Linked DNA regions of Mus musculus: region 1 is linked to region 2. A link is a contact called in public promoter capture Hi-C data. All regions are on one chromosome and are shown on one strand. The core of a region is the stretch at or near the end of the contact, and the rest is flanking DNA. Distances in the headings are between cores, read along the strand shown. Region 1 has its middle 17 kb from the start of Plekhf1. Region 2 holds the start of Nudt19 (nudix (nucleoside diphosphate linked moiety X)-type motif 19).

Region 1 (7,199 bases), core at 4,475-6,974, 2.7 Mb before region 2:
GGCTACCTTTGTTTATAACTGTCCCAAGACTTCAGATTCTGCCCGAGAACTGGGTCAGCCTTTGAGTCACTATTTCCGGGGCGGGGGGGGGGGGGGTCCCAATCCCAGTGGCTGATCTGACTTCCTCCCACAGGCTTTTTGCTGCTGTGTTTAAAGGGAAGGCAGAGAGGCAGAAGTCCTCAGGTGCCTGCCCAGAGCTTGAACCTCACTCAGCCTATCAGCAAAACAGATGCAATTCTAGGTGGGTGGGGAAGCCAGAGCAGGGGGTGTAGATAGGTAAACCCTGTCTGGTATGTGTGGGCCATAATGACCTGGGGTTGCAGAGGAAGGGAGAAGGGTTAGAGAGATCTTTAACCCCAATACCTCAAACAAAGGCCTGCAGGAGTTGGCTACCTCCCTTGTCCCAACCTGGCTCCATCAAGCCGCCTCCTCCACCATCAACCCTAGTAGGAAATGTATTACCCAACAGTTATCAGAGGGCTCCACTCCTTGTTTGACCTTATGAGGTACCCGGCACCCCTGCAGCCCCTGAGTATGTAAATGAAGCATCTTCCAACACCCCTGACCTGGCCAGTGGTGCACAGCCACACGAATCTGGTGCCAGAGACCCTGACCACCTCTCCAGGAGCATAAATACCATCACCACCACCACCCCCAGTAAACAAACCAGTTCTCCAAAGCTGTTGCCTGGCTGTGTTTTCACTGCCTGCAATACTGTATCTGTGAGTGCCCTGTGGGTCCAGGACCCTGTGACACACCAGTAAATAGGGAAACTTGCACAGGAATGGAGTCGGTACATGTGGACACCCAAGGAACTTCCTTTGGGCAGAGTGGAAGACTTTCCAGCAAGACCAAAGGAGTGAACATTGACCAGGCTGTGTAGCATCATTAGGTCGAGTTCTATCGTGAAGAAGAAAACCTCTGTATGTACACACTCCATATCCCTCTCAGCTGCAGCCCTGACCTCTAGACTTGCTTATGTGTCTGCCTTCCTGCTCCCAAACTGTCTTGCAGCATCTGACCTTGGTTTATCATGAAAGAAATAATTAGACAGGTGCTAGGAGATCTTCAGTTGTGGGGACTGAACTTAAGGCCTCTTGCATGCTAGCTTACCTCCGGGACCCTCACTGGAGGTTTCTAGGCAAGGACTCTGCTGCTGAGCCACACCCCAGCCCCTCACTGTGGGATTCTAGGCAGGGGCTCTGCTGCTGAGCCACACCCCCAGCCCCTCACTGAGGTTTCTAGGCAGGTGCTCTACCATTGAGCCACACCTCCAACCCCCTCACTAGTGGATTTTAAGCAAGCATTCTACCACTGACCCATGGACCCTAGCCCTCACTCTAGGCAAATGGTCTGCTGCTAAGCCATCCCTCAGCTCCTCACTGCTAGATTCTAGGCAAGGTCCTTCACCAAGTCCTGACACTAGTCCCTTGATGATGGATTGAAGGCAAGCTGTACTGCTGAGCCACGCCCCCAAACCTTTCACTGCTAAACTCTAAGTAAGGTTTTCAAACTGACACCACCCTCAGTCACTCACTCACTGGTGGATTCTAGGCAGGCATCCTGTCAGAATCCACCCCACACACACGCACACACATTTCTCCACTTGAGTCCCCCAGCCTCTCCAGGGAGCTCTTGCCCAGGAAGGAAGGAATATCCCAGTGACTCTGAGGCCTCGCTTCACCCTGCATCTTTAAGGTTAGGAAGCCAAGGCCTAGGGAGCAGACACCCAAGCCCTACCTGACACTTGGATCAGAAGGATCAAAAGAGAATCAGCTGAGACCAGCACTGTCTTCTGTCTTACCAAGCCTTTCCTGTCTCCTGCTCTCTCCCACTTTAGTCTCCCAGGCCAACCTGAGCCAAGTGCTCCAAGCTCACAACAGAAAGGCAGCACTGGCTGGAGGTGGGGGATGGCAGGGGCCGACCACAAACAGAGCCAGACAGTTCTGTGCAAAAAAAAAAAAAAAAAAAAAAAAAAAAAAAAAAAAAAAAAAAAAAAAACAAGGGGAAATTTCAATCATTGGCACGTCATGGAGAGTCTGGAGAGTGTCTGGTTCCAAAGAGCAAGCTTCCCAGAGTGTCCTTCCTGCACAGTGTGGCTCCCAAGCTGGCAGGGAGGTGAAGCTGGCATCCGAGCCAGTGACACACACACACACACACACACACACACACACACACACACACACACACACACACACAGAGCCACAGAATTACCTGGCTGTGGAAACCCATGGAAACTTCAAGCAGCTTGCAAATCACCAAAATCTTGAGCACAGTCAAATGTCTGACTCTGGAATCCGAACAGCAGCAAAGCCTTCTGGGGGCCCCCACTCCCACTCCCAAGAAGCAAAGCCTTTGACCTTTTCCAGCTCACCAAGAGCCAGTCACCCTCTTGCTGGCCTGGGGGAGTTCCTGGGTCTCTCCTGAGCCAGTCCAGTGAAAGAGTGAGATTCAGAGCAGGAGGGAGGCCAGTTCTCCAGAGTTCTCAGGGAAGGCAGCTGTGTAGGAGCCCTGTCCTCCATTGCCCTTGGACTGCTGACAAGGCCCTTGCCAGGGCCTGAAGGGTACAGGTTACACTTGAGGGACCAGTGTGAGGCTTCCTCTTGCCCACTTCACACTCTTACATGGAAATGTCCCCTGCTCGCAGTCCCTGCCCATCTCAGCTGGGACTGAGAGTGTAGAACAGGACAGAGGCTCCTGTGAGCATCGGCCTTCGGAAGATCACCCCTGAGAGCCCCTCTTTCTGCCCCTGAGCCTTGAGGTTTATCGTGGATGACCTCACCCATACCCTGGCTCTAGAAGCAGCCACCTGACTTAGGTTCTAACCAGAGAAATCTTCAGTCTGCAAGAGTCAACCTCACTTTCCTACAGAGCAGGGTTCCCAGTGTCAGGGAACATAATCCTGAGGTCACATCAGCAGGTGTCACTGTGACTCTCAGAAGATTCAAGAAAAGCAAGTGCGCTGGGTTATCTTGGGGTCCAGATACACCCATTACCCCCTCGCTCTTCTGTGTATGTTTTGCCTGCATGTATGTAACACTTGCTTACCTGATGCCCATGGAGGCCAGAAGAGGGCATCACATCCCCTGGAACTGGAGTTACAACCAATTACGAGCTGCCGTGTGGGTGCTGGGAGTTAAACCTGAGTCCTCTAGAAGAGCAGCCAGCGTTCTTAACCACTGAGCCATCTCTCCAGTCCTGTGCAGACTTCTGTTGAAAAAGAAGCCCATCAGACAATGAATAGCTCAAGGCAGATGGACGGATAACAGGGCGTCCAAAACCACAAGGGGAACAGTGATTTCTTTATCCAACTTACAAAGCCATAGTCTCTGTACCTCCCGAGCCAATTACCATGAGTCACAGCCCAGAAAGAAACAATTCGGATACAACTTGATTTGGGGATACAAAGGCCTCCCATCCCCCTCAACATAGAAAAATAACTGCGCAGGAAGACCTGTCTCGGGACAGACCCACTGAGTCTCAGCAGCCTGAGCCTTCCTACACTTGTGCACATTGATTCCACAATGGAGCAGGAGGGGAAATCTGTGTCTCCAAACATGTGCTGGGGAGGATTAGCAGGGGGGCTGATACAGGACAGAGCAGGGTCGGTCCATCCTATTAGTCCCCATTCCTCCCTCCCCCCACCTCCATCTTTTCTCTCCCCTCCTTGCAAAGTTTATTTTTTGGTCGTACTAGGCCCATGTTAGACCAACTCTCTACCATTGAGCTGTGCCCCTAGCCTCCTTCCTTTTGTGTGTGTGTGTGTGTGTGTGTGAGAGAGAGAGAGAGAGAGAGAGAGAGACAGAGAGAGAGAGAGAGCAAGAAAGACCAAGAGAGACCCAGAGGGACCCAGAGAGATGGAGGCTGGGTCACTCTCAGTTGTCCCGGCTAGCCTGGGACTGACTACACAGGCCCTGTCATCTTCCTGCCTCGTTGTCCTGGGTGGCTGGAACGATGTGTTTATACCACCACACCTGGCTTGGGAGTTGTTCTTTGTCGCTGTTCTTTTTGCAGTGCTGGAGATGGAACCTAGAGTCATACACGGTGAGGCAAGCGAACACAGTACCACTCAGCTACGCCCCAACCCTCTCGTCACTTTACCTTGAGACAGGAAATCGCTCAATTTCATGGGGAAGCATCAGACTTTTCCTCTTATCTCAGCCTCCTGAAGAGCTGGGATTCCAAGTTTGAACCATTAGGCTTAATTTCTCCCCTCCCCCTAGTGAAGCACATACATCTTTGTAATGATTTATTTGTTGTTGTTGTTTTTAATTGTGAAGTGAGGGGTATATGGTTCAGAGGCCGGAAGAGGGCATCAGATCCTCTGAACCTTGGATACAGGCAGTTCTGAGCTGCCTGGCGTGGATACTAGGAACCGAACTCAGGTCCTCTGCAAATATGTACCTTTTTTTTTTTTTTTTTTTTTGAAACAGGGTCTCACTAGGTAGCCCTGGCTGGCCTAGAACTCACAATGTAGCCTGGGCAGGCCTTGAATTTTCAAAGATCTTCTTGCCTCTGTCTTCCAGGTGCTGAGATAAAATGCACGGGCCACCACACCCCACTAATGTGCACTCTTAGCCACAGAGTTATCTCTGTAACCCCAAGCTAACTTTTTGAGACAGGGTCTCAGCCTAGAACCTTGGCTGCTCTGGAACTCACGCTGGAGACCAGGCTGACTCAGATTCACAGAGAGCCACCTACTTCTTCCTCCTGAGGGCTGGAATTAAAGACATATACATTCCCACTTATGCGGGAAAGTGAGTGTCCATCGCGCGACGGAGGCACAGGAGCGAGCAGCAGGCGTGAAGCCAGGAACAGGAAGCTGAGAGGACCAAAAGCAGGAAGCAGAATGAAGCGACAAACTCTCAAAGCCCACCCCCACCCCACCCCCCAGTGACACACGGGCCTCCAAGCAAGGCCACACCTCCTAAACCTCTCCAAACAGAACCACCAACTGGGGACTTGTTCAGATGCCTGAGCCTAGTGAGGGCATTTCTCACCGGAACCAGGACACAGTATTACGCTCCTTTGCCCAGTGGCCATTCTGGTTACATGTGGAATCTGGCCTCAGATCCTGTTTTTTGATAATCTGCCTTCCCTCCCTCACTGGGAGGAAACTGTTTCTCCCTCATGAGTGTCTATCTGAGCCCAAGGTCATGCTGGGGCCAGGCCTGCCTCCTAAGGGACAGTGAATGTTTGTGGGGCACTTAAGCAATGGGAAAAGGGATCAAATCACCTCCTGGCTGTCCCATCTTTTGTTTATTCATTCAACAAACATCTGCTGAGATAGAACTGGAGCTTCAGCTGTTAACTAAACAGGCAAAGCTCCCTCCTGGGCCTCACTGGTGAAGGGAGAGGAACAGGACACACAAGTTAGAAGTCTGCTATGGAAGGAATCCAGGGAATTGAACCCCAAACAACTATGTATCCTGGTGATCATTCTAAAGTAATGGCCTTTGGAGAGCGATAGATACTGTGTGAAGTGTCCTAGCATGCTATCTCAGCTAGAGAAAGGCCTTTAAGCCATTCCCAAGCTATACACACACACACACACACACACACACACACACACACACACACACACACACACACAGAGTTCATCTGGCTTGGTTCTTCTCCCGAGGTTCATTCAGTTTCTAGAGGAAGCTGATCACTAACTATCACCTGATGTCATTCCCACAGACCCAGATTTTCACATTCCCAACTCCTGACCTCTGGGCCACCTGGCTTTGCGTAACTAAGCTTCTGTGACTGTCACCGCTGTGTCAGTCTCTTTTCATTTCATTCTAGGGAGCCCTGTGGGAAAAGCAGGAGAGTTCTGCCTTTGCCCCTCCACTATCCACTACACTCTATATCTCCAGGATCTTCCACAGTGCCAAGAAGATTTCCTGCAAAGAGGGACTGTGATGTTTGTAAGGCACATGACTGTCCCTATGAGTTTAGCCCGGCCGGTATGCTTTTATAACTTATTAAATTGAAGAGATTATCTCAACATTTGTTCTCTGGATACAGATGTTTTCATTGGGTGGAGAGAGGCAATGTGCCTGTTAATGTTTCTCAGCTCAACACAAGCTTGGGTCATCTGGAAAGAGGGAACTTTGAAGAGTTGCCTCATCAGACTAGCCTTTGGGCATGTCTGTGGGAATATTTTCTTTTTCTTTTCTTTCTCTTTTTCTTTTCTTTTCTTTTCTTTTCTTCTCTTTCTTTCTTCCTTTTCTTTTCTTTTTTTTCTTTTTTTTTTGTTGTTGTTTGTTTGTTTGCTTGCTTTGTGAGATGGGTTTCTCTGTGTAGCCTTGGCTGTCCTGGAACTTGCTCTGTAGACCAGGCTGGCCTCGAACTCACTAAGATCTGCCTTCCTCTGCCTCCTGAGTGCTAGAATTAAAGGCATGAGCCACTGCTGCCTGGAAGAAATATTTTCTTAATTAACAATGGATATGAGAGGGCCCAACCCACCATGGGTGGCATCATCTGAGGCAGGTGTGTCTGCGTTGTATGAAACAGCAAGCTGAGTGGGCGTGGAGAGCAAACGAGTAGGCAGAACTCCTTCATGGCCTCTGCTTCAGCTCCTGAAGGTTCCTCCCCTAGATCCTCTTCATGGTGGACTATAAGTTCTACCCTGCAATAAACCCTTTCTTTCTCAAGTTGCTTTCGGTCATGGTGTTTATCACGGCAACAGGAAGCTAACCGGGTCAGGCAGGTACAGTACCATGTTTACAGAGGCTAAGTACTGTGGGAAAAGAACAAGACAGGGAGGGAGATGCTGAAGCTGTGGTTTCAGGTGGAGTAGTTAGAAATAAACAGGCAGATTCCCAGTAAAGGAGCTGGCATGGCTTTACCCTTCAGTGTGTACTGTAGGAGAGAGCCTCTGCACCAGAGAAAGCATCAGGAGAGATGTGGCCACATGCATGGGGGAGTGAGCCACTATGTACAGCAAGATGGAGAGGTTGAAGGGAAGAGCCCCTCAAGTCCCCTAAACAAAAGGAACTCTTACTCTTAAAGCTTTTCAGGGAAGGTGGGAACTTCTGCATCACGTGACTTATCCTGGCCCAGTCTATGTACCAAAGAACAACGGAGGCAGGTATAACCATAAGGTTATCTTGCAGTTGCAAGGGGAAGGAGCTGAGCTTGGTTTCCACAATCCTTTTGTGGAATTCCCCACCTTTCCTCTGACTTAATCTATGAGCAACCACTCCCTCCAC
Region 2 (6,595 bases), core at 1,419-3,918:
TCACGATGGTTTGGAGTAGTTAGTACATGATTAGTTCCCTGAGCTTGGAAGCTTAGCTCTGTATTTGTATCTCTCTTGATGCTGAGGTTCAATTCCTTGCTTCTGTTTGGATTCTTGGCTACAATCCAGAACGCGATTTCATCTCTGGTTTCATGAAGATGGTAATGCGTCACTACAAAGCCTACGGAGCAGACAGCGATGGTGGTGAGCTGGCTTTGGAGATGGTTAAGATTCAGTTTCTGGGTTGGAGCAATGGCTTGTGGTCAAGAGTGCTTGTTGCTTTTACAGAGGACCTGAGTTCAGTTCCTAGAGCCTACTTTGGCAGCTCATAATTTCCTGTGACTTCAGGTCCATGGGTATCAGACACCTCTTTTAGCCTCTGAAGGCACATGGACTTCTGTGCAATTCAAACACTCGAATACACACACACATACACACACAAATAAATGAAAAACCCAGCTTCTTTCTGACTGTGCAGATGCACATTAGGACTCCATAGGCTGATTTTGAACAATCAGATGCATGAGGCCGTCTTGGCCTACACCGTCAGGCACTGTCTCAGAAAACCACAGGCATTACCACAGTAATGCCGTATAGAGGTGCGATATTTGCCTAGCACAGCCAAAGGTGTGGTTATGACCCTCTAGCACTACAAAAATAAATGCATGAGCACCACGTCTGCTGCTTCGCTTTGTACTCCAGGCCTTGGTTGATTTGTTCTAGAGTGGCCAGAATCTGGGAACAAGACTGCTGCTATCAAACCAAACACTAAGGGTCACAAAACCACAGAGCCATTTTAGTGAATGTGCCCTTCCTGAAAAAGTTTAATCTCTTGTGTAACAGGTTAGGCATCTGTAGTAGTAACTTTTTAACCTTATTGGCGTTGGCAAGTATTACACAAGTATACTGACAAAGCTTGCAGTGTCTCACACATAATATTATCACTCTGGGAAGGTCACCAGCCTCTTAAGTCAGAACTTAACTCCTTCCTATCCATTGCTCTGCATAGTCAGTCAAGTACCACATTGTGTTGTCTATTTCCCAAATGCACTTTAAACCAGTCCCCTTTTCCTATTCTATTACCATTCTTTTCATTGAAGCTTTTGTTTCTTGCCTAGTACATTCTATAGCCTCCAGGCCAGGCCCACACATCTGAGTCACTGTACAGTTGTCAGTATGTCCTTTAAAGACACGGGAATCATCCTGTTACCACTTGGAGGAAAGAGGATTTTTTTTTTTTAATGTAGGGGGCTGGTGAGATGGCTGGGGGAAGGGGCAGGAGGCAGGTAATGGCACTTGCAGCTAAACCTGATGACCCAGGACATACATTGTCTTCTGGGCGCCACATGCATTCAATGGCACTTGCATAAGTAAGTAATAAGTGTAAAAAAAAAAGTTCCCATAATGACACCTGGGCTCTATAATAGATTTAGAATAAATTTCAGCTCAAATTTCCCGTGTCAGTGCCAAGAGCATCAGTTTAGACAAGGGTAGTCTGTTGGCTCACAGATAGACGGCGGCGGCAGGTTATCTTACTAAGGGCAGATACTTCTCAACCTGTGGCCCCATTTTCTGTTTCTGGAGATGCAGTAAGTACACAGACAGCTCCATCTTTAGACAGGTTAACATTAAAAATAACCAAAGTCAACTGCAAAATGATGAGGCTGGCACACACCTTTATTAGTCCTAGACTTGGGGAGGCAGAGACAAGCAGATAGATCTCTGTGAGTTCAAGGCTAGCCTGGTCGTCTACATAGCAAGTTCCCAAAAAAGCAAGACTACATAATAATACTTTCTCAAAACTAACAAAAAACATCTCTATAGCCCCAAGAATACAGCCTAACTCATCCGAAACCCTAAAAATATGTGATCAGTTAGGATGGGATTTACAAGAGTTGGTGACTGAGAGAGAGCTGCAAAAAGGGAGACAGAAACAAGCTGTTTCCAAAAAACAAAATAGAAGTGCAAGTCCTCCAGCCACTTAAAAGTTGGAGAGGAAGCCAGGCAGTGGTGGCGCATGTCTTTGATCCCTGCACTTGGGAGGCAGATTTCTGAATTCGAGGCCAGCCTGGTCTACAGAGTGAGTTCCAGGGCGGCCAGGGCTACACAGAGAAACCCTGTCTAAAAACAAAACAAAACAAAACAAGAAACAAAAACAAAAAGAAAAAGAAAAAAGGAAAAAAGGTTGGAGAGGAGGGGGAAGCATTGCTAGTCTAGGATTAAACATCTCCCACGTAGAAAGAGAACTAATCACACTAAGATAATTTTCCCTGATCCTCAGGTGCTCAGGCAATAACAACATCTACAACTTAAGACAGACTACCCCAAGGGACAGGGACTAGCCAAAGACATTCAAACTACAGAGTAGTTAGTCTAACTTGGCATCTGATCCACCCATTCGTTTATTAGCATGGTTCAAGAGAGCTCCAGACACCTTGGAACCTCCTATACAGGCAACAGGCCAGCGTAGGGGACAAAGTCCTAGTCGTTTGCGTTTAGTGGGAAAGGTTCACAACTAGAAATTATTTTCCACTCCACACTGGCACCCGTGCTCCCAGAGGCTGGCTGGTGACTGCAGCAGCTGTGACAGGGCTGTGACAGGGCGAGAATGACCCTGACTGAAGCGCAGGGCATTCGAGGAGGTGCTCTGGCGCGGGAATCACGCTCCTCCCACAAGTAAACCTCCGGAAGCCGCCAGGCCGGATTTTTCAGGCCCTCAACATTTATAGGGCTTCTGGACACCACTCTACGACCCGGCCACTTCCTAAGGGGGATCTGAAGGACGCCGGCCATGAGCAGCTCGAGCAGCTGGCGGCGGGCAGCCACCGTGATGTTGGCAGCAGGCTGGACCCACTCGAGCCCGGCCGGCTTCCGGCTGCTGCTTCTCCAGCGAGCACAAAACCAGCGCTTCTTGCCCGGCGCGCACGTCTTCCCGGGCGGCGTGCTGGACGCGGCCGACAGCTCACCCGACTGGGTGCGTCTGTTCGCGCCTCGGCACACGCCGCCGCGCTTCGGCCTAGGCCCGGAGCCCCCTCGGCAACCCCCCTTCCCCGGGCTGTCCCACGGCGACGCGGACCCCGCGGCGCTGCCCGATGACGTAGCGCTGCGCATCTGTGCCATCCGCGAAGCCTTCGAGGAGGCGGGGGTGCTGCTCCTGCGGCCGCGGGACGCGGCTCCAGCTTCTCAGGAGCCCAGTCAGGCGCTGTCGCCTCCGGCCGGCCTGGCCGAATGGCGCTCGCGCGTGCGCAGTGACCCGCGCTGCTTCCTCCAGCTGTGTGCGCACCTAGACTGCACGCCTGACATCTGGGCGCTGCACGACTGGGGCGGATGGCTCACCCCGTATGGGCGAACCATCCGCCGTTTCGACACCACCTTCTTCCTGTGCTGCCTGCGCGACATTCCGCGCGTGGAGCCCGACGTGGCCGAGGTGGTGGGCTACCAGGTAGGGGTCGCGGGACCCGCCCCCCGGGATGCGCTGAGCCTTACCCCAGACCAAAGGCGCACGTGCGTGACCTTGCTTTAGGCTCTCAAGGACTCAACTCTCACCCTAAGCGGGGGCGCGGCAATGCTCCCAACTGCCTGTTCTGGACACTTCCCAATTCACTTCATGCCCTAAATCGTTTTCATTCGGGTTTCTAGAACACATTATAGGATTTCAGTCATTAACTTTCTTCTTCCTTCTTCATCTCTTCCTGTTTCTCTGTTCCCGTTTCCTTCGTCTTTCGCTTTCTCTCTCCTTTCCCTTTCCATCTTTCTCCTTTTTCTAACCCCTTTCTCTCTCTGCATGCGCACGCGTGGTAGGTGTGTGTGTGTGTGTGTGTGTGTGTGTGTGCGCGCGCGCGAGTTGGTCTGTCTGTCTCCCTCCATCCCTCCCTCCCTTTCTTTTTCGTGTCACTTGCAATGCACCAGGCACAGTTAGTTAGGCTTCAGGCCTAGGACCCGAGGTCTTGAGTGTGCCACCGCTTCAAGTTCATCTTTTATTTATGCAAAAAAATGTTTTCAACTGCCCGTTATTTTCCTTTTTGTAAAATAAACAAAATGACTTATTTTAAGTTGTGTTCTGGTGTGAGAGTATATGCACGTGAGTGCAGGTGCCCATTGATGCCAGAAGTGTCTAATCACCTGGAGCAGGAGTTGAGGAAGGTTGTGAGCTACCTTGAATGGGTGCTGGGCACTGAACTCAGGCCTTCTGCGGGATGCTTCCTCTCCAGATCTCAGTTGAGCCAGTCTCTCGCGCCACTCCCTGTTTCTTGTACCTGCAGTTACACATATGTTGGACAGCTTGGCCTCCCACTGGACCTGGATGCCTCGTTCACTCATTTCAACCTTTTCCTCTCAGTATTCCAATTGAGTAAACTCAATGGCTGTTTTTTTGCTTTTTAATATTTGATTGTGTTTTTTTGAGACAGGGTTTCTCTCTGTAGCCCTGGCTGTCCTGGAACTGACTCTGTAGACCATGCTGACCTTGAACTCAGAGTTCTGACTGCCTCCGTCTCCTAAATGCTATGATTAAAGGCGTGTGCTGCCACACCCAGCTCAATTGTTTAAGTTTGCTTTTTTTTTTTTTAAATGAAATATCAACTGTAAATAGTATTTCTGGAAGCATTATAGCTGCCTGTAACCTCAGTACTAGAGGATCTGACGCCCCCTTCTGGCCCTCATCTGGTGTACAGATTTCTAAGCAGGCAAAAATACATGAATAAAAAGTAACTAACTATAAAGCGAATTTTTTCCTTTTTTTTTTAATTTAATTTTTTTTTGAATTTTTTTCCTTTTTATTTTATTATGTTGATAGTTCCTTTACATCTTTGGACCAATGGAACTGCTGAGAACAGGAGTTTGTCAGTTTGCCATAACCTAGACTTCCTCTCAGGGGCCTCTTGGTACAGATACTTACAGAGCTTCTGTGATGGAGGATGCAGACCTGCCTGCTTCTCTTGAGTCACTCACAAATGCCTTTTTCATCCTTTCCTTGAAGTACTGTCCAAAGCCTGGGTGTGCTTGCCCAGACATTCTCTAAAGCTACTCTGCTAACCCCGTCCACCAGGTGACCACTTAAAGCATAGCTCTCTCTCTCTCTATCCACCCCATCTCCCTTCTGCTAGCACCTGCTGAGATCTATAGCTTTGTGCTCTTAAACTGTAGTAAAAATTGTCCTTGAGCTTCTCTTTGACCCTGTTTTTAACTTCATCATTTTTTAAAAGATTTATTTATTTATTTTATGTATATGAGTACTCTTGCTGTAGCTGTCTTCAGACACACCAGAAGAGGCCATCGGATCCCACTACAGATGGTTGTGAGCCACCATGTGGTTTCTGGGGTTTGAACTCAGGACCTTAGAAAGAGCAGTCAGTGCTCTTTACCACTGAGCCACCTCTCCAGCCCTAAATTTGTCTTTTTAACAAACGATTTTATTTTATGCATGTGCATGCATTTTAGTTATGGACTGCATTTCCCTGCGCTTGACGTCAGCATGCTCTGAAGTTTTTGAGTGCATGTTAGCATTGTTTTTAGGTCGCTGGATGCAGGGTTTTGTTCTATTCTCTTAACTAGTGTTGCACTCTCCCCGGAAGGCAGTTAAGTTATTAGAGATGGACTTTACCCTTTTGAGGTGTGTTTAAAATGGTTTGCAAGTGGGTCCACAGTAGCATTCATCCTTGGGGCTCATTTCCCTGACGTTCTATTCTGTGGTTCTATTCCTGCTCACTTGAGTGGAAAAGCTCCTTACATTCAAAAAAGGCTTTCCCTCTGTCAGGAATATACTGCTGGGGAAAACTAGAAAACGTCTTGGATCCAGGTGAGCATGAAGAATTTAGTCAGCAACCTCCCAGGTAGTTGCTCTTTCCCTGGGCGTCATCAGGCCCAGGTAAGTAGTCAGTAGAGCTGTGGAGTTCAGTTCTGGGTAGAACTTCTCGGCACATGCTCACCAGATACTAAGTGAGCCTTCCAAGTTCTGCTCCAGTCTGCCCCAGTCTGCTCCAGTCTGCCCCAGTCTGCTCCAGTCTGCTCTAGTCAGTAAGACTCCTGGATGCTACTTAGTCTCCCCCAGTGCTCTTGGACTGGGATTGACTTTAAGCAGATAGGTGGGCTCACTTCATTCTATTATATATTTATTTACTTACTTATAGTTAGGCATTTTTGGTGTCTGAAAATAGATTTTTATTGCCAGGCAGTGGTGGCGCAGGCCTTTAATCCCAACACTTGGGAGGTAGAGGCAGGCGGATTTCTGAGTTCAAGGCCAGCCTGGTCTACAGAGTGAGTTCCAGGACAGCCAGGACTACACAGAGAAGCCCTGTCTCGAAAAAACAAAACAAAACAAAACCAAAAAAAAATTAGATTTTATTGAGTTGCTGTGTAACGTGTGGGTTTAGCTCTTGTGACTGAAAGGATTTTTGAATTTTATTTACTAATTATTAATATTTTAATTGGCATTTTATTGTTGTTAAGTGTTGTTATTTATACTTATTATTTGGTTGTTATTGATTATTTTTGTTTAACACGCATGCAGCTGACCAGAAGAGAGCATTGGATCCCCTAGAACTTGAGTTATGGATGGTTGTGAGCTGTCCTGTGTAGATGCTAGGGACCCAACTCT

The links. Promoter capture Hi-C pulls out the DNA fragments that hold promoters and counts their contacts.
Region 1: a contact with region 2 is called in a promoter capture Hi-C map of liver, with 3 times the contacts expected there. The contact joins the enhancer-like site here to the promoter of Nudt19 in region 2. A contact is called at or near these places in 4 of 39 promoter capture datasets (cranial neural crest, hippocampal neurons and liver) and 2 of 115 datasets of contacts at active chromatin or transcription factors (astrocytes and embryonic forebrain).

Annotation. Positions count from the first base shown.
Region 1 is chr7:38,207,661-38,214,859 of GRCm38.p6, reverse strand. No RefSeq gene overlaps it. Among named protein-coding and RNA genes, the nearest start is that of Plekhf1, 17 kb to the left of the region's middle. Within about 2 kb of position 5,724, at least 22 of the 459 cell types and tissues checked have an H3K27ac peak or open chromatin away from gene starts, as enhancers often do. A contact at or near this core is called in liver, where this site is marked.
Region 2 is chr7:35,552,001-35,558,595 of GRCm38.p6, reverse strand. It overlaps Nudt19 (nudix (nucleoside diphosphate linked moiety X)-type motif 19), which reads left to right and starts at 2,668. Exons shown (of 3, transcript NM_033080.2): 1 at 2,668-3,442. The coding sequence starts at 2,792.